Regions from separate parts of the Columba livia genome. Here region 1 is linked to region 2. A link is a contact called in public Hi-C data. All regions are on one chromosome and are shown on one strand. Each heading gives the region's core, a stretch centred on a gene start, on an enhancer-like site or on the middle of the called end of the contact. The rest is flanking DNA. Distances are from core to core; before and after follow the strand shown. Region 1 overlaps PCCA (propionyl-CoA carboxylase subunit alpha). Region 2 holds the start of ZIC5 (Zic family member 5).

Region 1 (5,647 bases), core at 2,798-5,297, 130 kb after region 2:
TGGCAATTGGCTTTATGCAGCAATAGTCCTAACACCAAATGAACTTGAACATAGGACTGAGTTAACTCCAGTCCTCAGCTATTGAAAGGAACTAATTGCCTGATTCTAAATTGTCCATATCATACCAATTTCACATAGCTCAGCCTTGCACTAGTTCTAAGTATCTGAAGAATGTCGATTGAAAAAAAAAAATAATACAAAATTAAGAAAAATCCTGCGTTGTACTCATCTAATAAAAACAAGAGTCCACAGACACTGCCAGTGTTGTAGTTGCCATCAGAAAGGGGAGAAGAAAATTGCAGGTTAACCAGTGCTTTGGTTACCAGTTCTAGGAAAAAAACCCTTTTGATAATTATGATGCTTGCTATGGATCTAAATATGTGCCTGTTTGTCCTCTGATCTCTTTCGCGTGTCTTTTGCTTGGATGAATAGGTCACAGAGGATGCCTGATGTCTGGTTAGAGCTTGATGTACTATTCTGCCAATTCAGACTAAGATAGGAAGGGCAAAGCTGTGTGATACCAAGTACAATCACAAGAGCAGCACAGAAGGAACTGGGGACTGTATAGTATTTTTGCAATTCTGTGGAAGACTTGTTTTGGTCACAGAGTTATGAGGCATTTGAAATCTTTGAGGGTTTTATTCTGGAGAAATAAACATTTTAGAGGTCCTAGGAAGGAGTTAAGTGTCTGTTTGATACTTGAGTTGATTATAAGTGGCTTCATCTTTGTCGAAGAGTCTAATAAAGCTGGAAGAAAACTGCATTCATGCCTCTGATGCCAGAAATTAAGGAAGATCAGTTGCATGTATTCTTTGTGGCCGAATAGTTAAAGCAAACGTAGAGTACCAGCTTCTAGTGCTTCATTATTCAGCTTGGGACTGCACTGAAAAATCTTTTTTACTTGCAGTAACAAAAGACTTGTTAGTGCTGCAGATACATAGGTCCTTCATGAATAAAGGCTGTTTTCCCCCTCTTATGTTGCTTATAACTTACACATAGTAGACACTGGAGTTGCTAGGCTTTTGTAATAACTTATTGGAGAAGTTGCATGCAGAAAAATGCCCAGCAAATAGAAATTTAAGAGAAGGAAGCCTTTCAACATTTTACTTAAGGACCTGGAAGGATAGAAGAGGAGGATGCTTGTTGTAACACACAGCTAAATATTTGCATATAGGTAAATGATGTAGTAAATATGAAACTGAGAATGGAAAGACATGGAGTGAGAGTGGAGAGGGGTAGATTGACAAACAGTATTTCTTCTCATCCCTGGTTCAGTTTCTCGGTTGTCTGGGCAAGAGTCTACCTATGTAAAGAGCCTGAGTCTTGGTGCTGTCAGCTAGAGCACCAACAAAGTATTAGAAAGTAGTTAATTTCAAAATCTGCAAGTACAATTAGTATCCTAAAACCTGATTGGGGCAGATAGTGGTAAACAGTCTTAGTTAAAAGAATGTGTTAATCCATGTGAGCAGTGTCTGAAGTTAGAGTGGAGATGTATTCTATGTAAATGAGTAAAGAGGAACAAGTGACAGGAAGAAAGTGGAGGCTGAGGAATGAGTACAAGATGTCATGGTGAAAAGCAGGCAAAGGAATGGCAAGGGAAGAAAGTGTGTGTGGTATGGTGTTCTTTTAAATATCGTTTCACCATGTATAGCGGGTTTGTTTTTATCGCCCATGGAACATTGTGGGTGTAAACCCAGAAGGTGAGTGTGTCTGGGTGTCTGAGTTTCACTGATGTCAGTAGACATGTTGAAGGTTTTCAGCAAGGCTATGAATGTATTGTATTTAAGTTTCAGGTACCTGTTTTGGCTGTAGTCTTGCACTGCACTGTTGAGACTGTTATTAAATGATCCCTATATTACTCTAGAGGTTGTTGGAGACAAGACGTGAGCTGGAGCTTCTCTAAGCCCAACACCCTCAGCCTTGAAAACTATTATATAGCTCTTCATAATTAATACAGTGTCTTACAGCTCTAGGAGTCTCTTCAACAGCTTCATCTTGGCATTCCTCGACATCAGAATAGGTTCACTTTTTTGTCTCCACCTGCTGGTACCTGGCAGAGAGGCATGTATGTGAAGTTAGGAGATTAGAAATTCTGATGCTAGATTGAGTATTTATATCTTTAACTTAATGAAAACAGCCATTTGTGAAAACACTGACATCATTTTATAACTCATTATTTTTATGAGCTTGTACTATTACTTGGGCACTTTTATTTGTACAATAAAAGGTGGTGCTAAAGTTATGTATTTCTTTACAATCTGCTGTTTATTTTGGGAAAATGGTAGTGTATCTAGTGTGTTTTTGGAGGAAATAGCAGTAAAACATTGAGGACTTGGGCTTTTAAAAAATAATTCAAAATCCTTTTAGTACCAATGTACTTTCCTATATTTTGCACATATAAACTTGTATTATGCAGTCTCTATAGCATTATGGTTTTTTTGCCTCCCTATGGCAAATGTTGTGTATCTATCATAAGTTCTTTGCACTAAAAATCTAAAATAACTGTCCTACCTTTTTTATGAGTGCTTGAACTGCTGCTGTATTTATGGAAGCTGCAAGTGATCCTAAAAAACATAGTTTCTTAGGGAAAAAGATCAAAAGACTTACCAAAATTCAATGTCATTTGTTTATTTGTTGAGTGGTTTTTTTTTTTCTTTAAAGTTCAGCATTTTTTTAAATTTCAGAAATGTTCTTTGAAGGCTAAAGAATTTGAATGGGGTTTTTTTGTATCTTTAGAGTTTGGGTTCTAAGACATTAGAACTGTAAAAGAAACAGATGTTAAAATAGTGTAAATTAATAACTGTGCTGGGCAGATGACTTGAGTCTATTCAAGCCAGAACTGAGACAATTAGAGCTGCTGACACAATACCGCTTATTATTTCAAGTTGTATGCGTGTGTAAAAATACAGTGGCAGGGAAAAGTTCCTCTGTAATGATTTGCAGCTTGTCTTCCAGTGGGCTGCGACGTATCAGCCACTTGTTTGCAGGTAACTAAGTGGAAAAAAAAATCACCCTGTTTGCTTCCCCCCTCTTAACTCTATTTTGCAAATATATGAGTAAATTTGCAAGAGAAAAGAAATGTAAAAGTTTCCTTCTCCACTATAATCGTGGCTCTTCATCAGTCATCACTCTTCCTGCATTTTGTTCAAGAGGCTCTAATTGTCTGCATTTGGCAGGTTTAACACTTCCTGACAGAGAGGCTATTAAGGGGAAGTATTCTCGCATAACTGTCACAGGCAGGAACAAAGAACCTTCAAACTCAATGTGTGGAAACCACTAACATTCTTAAATGACCCTTTTCATGCATTTTATCCCTTTAAGCTAAAATTTGGAGGGTGCAGGGTCATGGAAAGCAGCAAGGTGTAATAAAACAGTAAACCCTGATTTTTTTTTTTTTCCCCCTCTTTTTTTGGGAAGGGTGCAAGGCTTTTTCCTAGATTTCTCTTGACTTAAAAACAATTGTTATTTGGAAAAATCTCATTAACAGATGTGACTGGAGTAAAAAGACTTAAAACTGATGTTGTTTTCAGGACTGCTTTGAACTTAACAAGCACCGATTTGTGGAGCAGACTAGCTAATGAAAGGAAATTAAATTTTCTGACAACTTCCCCTGCCAGCCCCCTTATTCTTCATGGGGCTGTTACTAGGTACTGAAGACTTTTAAAGAGGATTTTGTTTTATTATCAGACATAAATGAACCAGGTATGAACATTTCTTATGTATTTTTTTTAAGTTCTGACCTGTGTGTTTTTAAAATGGATTGCCTTGAAAGCTTTAAAAATATCAGGTTTCATTTTAATGTTCATAAGTCAGCCCCCATAGTTTCAGACACACTTAGCAGCTGGTGGTTTCCAGACATTACTACCTTCCATACAAATGTTTTAATGCGTGTCCTGAAATAGTATAAATATTAGCAAATTTGGATGGAATTTTCAAACTTAACCCATGCCACTGTAACTTAACTCTTTTCCTTTCAAGTATTAGATGATGGAATTATATTGTTATCAATAGAAGAAACCACAATTAACTACTGCAGGAAAAGAGATTTCCTTAAGTAGTAAGCAATTAATAGTGGTGGGGGTCAGCTGAAGCAATAGGTGGCATCAACAAAGGAACTGTTCTAATTTTCATACACTAGTAATGTGTGGGACTCATTTTAGAGGGAAACAATTATGTGATTTTTTTTTCTCATTTCAGATGTGGTTTAAAGTGATGCATTTAAGGTTTATTCTGTCTTTAGAATGAAATACTTACAAAAGTGAAATGCTTATATTCTTTCTTCTGTAGACCGAAAAAAAAGTCTTTAAAGTAGTTCTGCAAGTTTTCTGAACCAAACAATAGAGAATCAACTCCCCCTACTGACAACAACCAGGAAAACACAAGAAATACCTGTGAGGACAGAAACAAACTGGCAGTGGACAAACTTTAACGATCTGATTTATGATCCATTATTGACTGTAAACTTCTACATTCTAGCATTAAATTCCTACAACTGCAGAAAATCATTTTGCGATCTTGGTTGTGTTTCCTGTCAGCTGATTCCTCGTTGCTTTGAGTTTCTCAGTATACTAATGATGAGGTAGAATTTACATTCCACTTATGGTATTAATTTTACATTCCTCTGGCTGAAAAGGGTCAGAAGGTTGTAAAATCAAACATTAAATGAATCAGAGGAGACAGTAGTGCAATATATGACTGCCCTCAGGACACAGTGCAGTGGCTGATGGGATTAACGTTGGGTCTCATTTCCTGCTTTTACAGGATGCAGATGAAGCTGTCAGAATTGCAAGGGAAATTGGTAAGTTCTTAAATTAGCTATGGTGGGATTTGTGTGCCTCTCAGCAGACATGGTTGACTAAATTGAATGTGTAATAAGTAATCCCTATAGAACAAATAATGTTTTAATAGTTTTTAAGTTCCCTGTTGCCTATAGGGCTGGAAGAATCTAGACATTAACACCCTGTCTCTTAAATCATCACATTTTATCTTTACAAACTGGACTTCACAGAACAAGTGCAGCCACGGTTTGTGGAATGTGCATAATACGCAGTAATGAGTGGCTCACTAAAGGAGTTATTTCAAGGTATATCTGCAATTGGACACTATAGTCAGAAGTTAGGCATGGCACATTTCTCTTTATATGGAAGCTGACACCAGTGATGTTACAATCTTCATTCTTCATCACTGTGTAGACAGCAATTAGCTTGAATATCATCCAGACCACCAGGCTTTCTTCTGTGCTTTCTGGAATAAAGTTACTGTTCAGCTTCTGAATGTCTCACAGAATTGTGAAAAGAGCAACCAGCAAACTGTCTGGAACTCACTTTGATTAAGGTTAAGTGTAATATGTGTTTAATGAGTTTTGGCTTTTATTTACTAAAGCTTAATATTGGGGAAAATATTTAACCATATGTTTGAAATTACACATGTTCTTAAATGCTTTCTAGAAGAAGAATCCAATGCAGTAAGATTTTTCTTAAGGCTTTTTTGCATTTTAATTTTGAGACATTAGCCACAATAAGCTATTTAGGTTCATCACAGGTACGCAATTCAAAGGATGTATCTACATTTGAAGCTTCTCTTACTGTTCTAGCTACAAATACATCTCACCTGTGTCAAAAGCTATAGCTGTGCCTCACATGCCAAA
Region 2 (4,862 bases), core at 2,348-4,847:
CAAAATTACAGTCATTAATCTGGTAAGGACAGGCAGAAGGTTTGGGACCCCTCGTCCACCCGAGGGCTGTGCGTGGGGACTCACGTCCCCTTTGCATTCCTGCGGGCCGAGCTGTCAGCCGAAGGGAGCTATTGCCCCCCAACCTGAGTCCCGAGGGCTCCTTTGTTGCAACAGCCCCTTCTGCGTGGAGATAGCCTTCTCCCGTGGGTTCATGCGTGGGCACTTTCTCGGGGAACATGCACTGCACAGCCCCCGGAGAGCTGCGGGTCGCCCCCGACTGCAAACTCCTCCAAATTTACTTTGCAAAGGGCCATGTCCCATGCAGGGCCTTGGGGCACTGCTTGACCACAGCTCAGAGCTGCAAGCTGTGTCTGATACATATTTAGGTTGTCGGGGTAAGGTCCTTTTACCTCTGAATCCCTCTGCCCCCCCCCAATCCTCATCCGGACTCGCTGCTTTCCCCCCCCGGAGCTGGGATGGGGAAGGAGTTGTGGAGCCCAGAAAAGTCCGCAGTGAAGTTTTGTTTTCCAAATCAAGACAGATGGGGACGGCTAGATGACAAAAACACGGGCCTCCAGCATTTAACTCATTCCGCGGTGCCATTAACACAACAACAACAACCCTTCAAAAAATGTGTCATTCCCCCTGCAGGAGACATCTCCCCCCTCCCCCCGGCTCTGGGCGCAGACAGCCAGGCATCCTCAGGTCTCCGCAGCTACACATGGGCTCATGCCTGATATATTCTGGAGATAAAAATCTATAATCCTTTCTGCCATGGGCCATTTGGTTTTACATCGGAACAACACGTTGCACGGTCGCCGCTTTTCTCTTCCCGAGCAGCACACAATAAATCAAGAAAGCAATTACGGCAACTCCACTTCCTTAAGTGTCCTCCGAGGAATAATATTTGTCTACTACTATAAATCCCGGCTTCGTTCGTTTTCGGCAAGAGTTTTTACACCCAGATCGAAATGCGTGTTTCAGGGATGGCGAGAAAGGAGGAGAAAGGGAAAAATAAATGGGGGGAGGGGGGAAGAAAAGAAAAAAACTCAAAGGCTCAAACACACCCTAAGCCCCTCCAGGAGCTCAGCACCGGGCCGGGCCTGTCCCCCGGGGCATCCACCAGCGGTGCCGCTCCCTCCTCCAGCAGCTCCCGCTCCGCGAAGCCCCGCCAGGCAGCCGTGGCTGCTTTGAAGTTTCCTCCTCAGATCCACAGAGAAAAGCGTCCTCCGGCAAGCGCCTTTCCCGCCCTGCGCCCTCCTCCCCGGCTCCGCAGGTACCGCCGGAGGTGGGAGCAGCCTGGGTAACACCGGCAGCTTCGGCAGCGGGGTCAGTACCGGTAGCCCCGGCGGCAGGGGCAGCCCCGGTAGTCCCGGCAGTATCGGTAGCCCCGGCAGCGGGGCACAGCCGGCAACATCAGTAGCCCCGTAGTAGCGCCAGCCCCGGCAGCGGGGGTAGCTCCGGTAGCGGGAGCAGCTAGGTAGCCCCGGCAGCCCCAAGCGCCGCGCCGCCGCCGCCCGCAGCGCAAGGGAACTGCGCCCCCAAGAGCCCCTGAGGCCCCATCTCCACCGGGCCAAGCGCCCCCCTGCCAGGCTCCGTCCTCGCCGGTAGAACCGGCAGGAAAAGCAGAACAACCGTCCTTCGCGGAGGGGGGCACCGCGCAGCTCTCCCCAGCAGCGGGGTGAGCCCTCCGGGGTGCCCCAGGCCCGGTCGGTGGGCGCTGAGCCGTGCGGGCGCGCATCCTCTCCTCGCTCTTCCGCAGGGCTTGCTGTTTATCTCCCCCTGGACACTGGGTTATTTATTAATCGTCGTATTTATCCACTGGTGCCGGGGTGTGGGGAGGTGGGTGGCGGAGGGGGTGGGGAGAGAGCTGCCCAAGATGTGGGGTGTAGGGGGGGTGGAGGAACACGTGTGTGCAGGGGAGAGGGGGCCGGGTGCATGTGCGCGGCTGTCTGTCTATGCGTGGCTGTCTGTGCGTGACTGTCTGTGCGTGGCCCGTGTGCTGCCGAATTACTTATTCATGAAAAAGTCACATGTTCGACGATGCGTAGGAGAGGAGGAAAAGAGGTGGAAATGTGAAAAAAAAAAAAAAAAAGGAAAGAAAAAGGAAGAAAAGGCTTACAGAGGAGTCTGGGGGGAGGGGGGAGCACCCACCTGTATGAGTCCGCTTGTGGATCTTGAGGTTTTCGGAGCGAGCGAAGACCTTCCCGCAGCCGGGGAAGGGGCAGGGGAAGGGCTTTTCTCCCGTGTGCACTCGGATGTGGTTGATGAGTTTGTATTTCGCTTTGAAGGGCTTGCCTTCGCGGGGACACTCCTCCCAGTAGCACACGTGGCTGCTCTGCTCGGGCCCGCCGACGTGCTCCACGGTGACATGGCTCACCAGCTCCTGCATCGTGCTGAAAGTTTTGGAGCAAGGCTTCCTAGCGCCCGGTGGCGGAGGAGGAGGCGGAGGAGGAGGCTCTCGGTCGATCCACTTGCAGATCAGCTCTTGCTTGATGGGCTGCCGCATGTACCGCAAGAAAGCTCCGGCCGCGGCCGCCGCCGCCCCGACGTGGGCATGGTGGTGGTGGTGATGATGGTGGTGGTGGTGGGGGTGGTGCGGGTGCCCGTGGCCGGCCGCCGCCGCCGCTGCCAGGTTGAGGTTGACGGAGCCGTAACCTTGCAACGCCGAGGAGGAGGCGGCGGCGGCAGCGGCCCCGTAGTGCGCCTCGGCGCGTCCGTAGAGCTCCCCGGCGGCGGCCGCCATCCCCAAGCGCATCTGCCCGTTGAGCGGCGGATGGCGGCCGGGGGGCGCGCCCTGCTCGCCTGGCGGCGGCGGCGGGAATGCGGCGTGCGTCCCGTCGGCCGTCCCGTAAGTGCCGGCGGCCGAGATGAAGACGCCGTGGGGCGGCGGGTGCGGGAGGTGGGGGGAGCTGGCGGGCGGGTGCTGTTCACCCAGCGCCCCATGCACGGCGGCGGCGGCGGCGGGCAGCTCCCGCCGCAGGAGGAAGTCCCGGCCTGCCGCCCCCCCCGACGGGTAGCCCGGGAGGGCGGCTGCGGGCGGCGCGTAGGCGGCGGCGGTGGTGGCGGCGGCGGCGGTGGCGGCGGCAGCGGCGGCGGTGGTGGTGGCGGCGGGCGCGGCGAAGGCAGCGGCTGCGGCGGTGAGCGCCTCGGGCGTGAGCTTGAGGGCGGCGGGCTGCGCCATGTGCTCGGGTCCGAGCGGCGTGAGGGCGCCGCCAGGGTCGCCACCCGCGTCCCCGGGGTGGAGGTGGGCCGCGTGGTGGGGGTGGACGTGGTGGTTCCCCAGCCCCGGGAAGCCTGTCATGTTCTGGTGAGGATGGGGCTGAGCCGCTGCCAAATCCGCTAATCTCAGTGTCGGGTTCCTCTTGCTCAAAGGGGGCTCCATAACGACACAGCCAAGCCCATCTACGCTCGCTGTTGTTATTTTTTTCCCTCTACCCGCCTTCAAAAACATGTATATATTAAGCGGCTCTTTAACTTCTTTTGTCTGCGCTCCTAACTCCGCGCATCCCCGGCCCCGCTCTGGCCGCCCGCGATTGGCAGAGCCCTCACCACACTTCAGCGGCGCGGTGGGAAATACGGCTTGGACACGGCACCGGAGGGATTGGACGGATCCCGATGATTGGCAGCGGCTGGGGCGCCGCGATTGGCTTCCTTTCAGGCCGCCGGCGCAGCAGGGATCCGCCCCCGCAGCCCCCCACATCCCCCCTCCCGTCCGCGCCGCCCCCCGAAGTTGCACTTGCAAAACTTCGCGCGGGGCCCGACGGGGCGCACCCGCTACCCACCCCCCCCCCGCCGGCAGCGGGCAGCAGCGGGCAGCAGCTGCCGCTCCCCCGGCGCTGGACGGGGCACCCTGCTCGGAGCCGCTGCGCCGCCGTGTTTACGTTTGCGGGGCTGCGGGATTTCTCTCTATGGCTGGGAGCAGCCCACGAGCAGGGCTGCTGCCGGGCTCAGCGCTCGGCTTCCTTTTTTTTTTGGCCATCATTCATTCAGCGATGAGGCAGGAAAGCACGCCCTGATGCAACGCACACACCCCCACACCCACGCGAGGCCGAGGCTGTGTGTACTCGTGCCTAAGGTGGGCAACTGAAGGCAATACTAGGGGAAGGCAGCCAATGTTTTCGTAAAAAGAAGGCGGCAGCGGGGGAGGCAGGGGGGATTCCTTTACTTCAGAAAATTAGTAAGCAGCCTCGGGAAAGCTGCAGCACATATTATTAGGAAGAAGTTTGGGAAGCTCGCATTCACCACCTGCTTTTGGGGCTTCCTCCTCCCGAGGTGCCCCGCAGGCCCTTCCCAGGACGCCCGGTCGGGACAGCCGGCCCATGCCTCTCGGGGGGCCATCAGCCGTACCCCAGGCAGCTGTCTCCATCTCAAACCTAATTCGACAATGGCAAAATAAGGATGAAATCGCTCCAGTTACACAGACCCTCGACGCTTTTGGGATGCCAGGGATGGAGGGGGGCCGTAAGGTTGGAAATGAGAGAGTCTCCATCTGGGGGATGTCTGCCAGGAGCTGCTGCCTTCGAGGGAGAAAGCAGGGAAAGTGGGGGGTACACTAAGGGGGGGCGGGGGGGGGAGGGTGATGTGAGCGTCCCTGGGATGCGGAGTGTGTTGGTCCTCGAAAGTGAAGTGCTTTGTGAAGCGTCAAAACTGCCTCTTCTGCACAAAGGAGGATGCTGGCGTTTGGGGACGCCGAAAAGGCAGGGCCGGGACTCTCCCTGCAGACCGAAGAGGGGGAAAGGAGCATTGCCCTGACTTTTCTCTGGAGCTGCGGGAGGAGACGTGGCCTTTATTGATATGTCATCTGCTTTCCTTAGGCTGCTGGTCCCCCTGGGAACGCCTGGCGCTCCCGCGCTCTTAAG

Evidence for each region. Hi-C and Micro-C count contacts between places; a contact is called where the count stands out from the background.
Region 1: a Hi-C map of crop shows a contact between it and region 2, with 2.6 times the contacts expected there. The contact joins the enhancer-like site here to the promoter of ZIC5 in region 2. A contact is called at or near these places in 2 of 2 Hi-C or Micro-C datasets (crop and liver).

What each region holds. Positions count from the first base shown.
Region 1 is chr1:57,304,799-57,310,445 of bColLiv1.pat.W.v2, forward strand. PCCA (propionyl-CoA carboxylase subunit alpha) reads left to right here. Exons shown (of 24, transcript XM_065057776.1): 8 at 4,762-4,798. Among named protein-coding and RNA genes, the nearest start is that of PCCA, 81 kb to the left of the region's middle. Within about 2 kb of position 4,048, at least 2 of the 3 cell types and tissues checked have an H3K27ac peak away from gene starts, as active enhancers do.
Region 2 is chr1:57,171,759-57,176,620 of bColLiv1.pat.W.v2, forward strand. ZIC5 (Zic family member 5) reads right to left here and starts at 3,598. Exons shown (of 4, transcript XM_065057684.1): 1 at 3,126-3,598; 2 at 3,046-3,124; 3 at 2,155-3,043. The coding sequence starts at 3,454.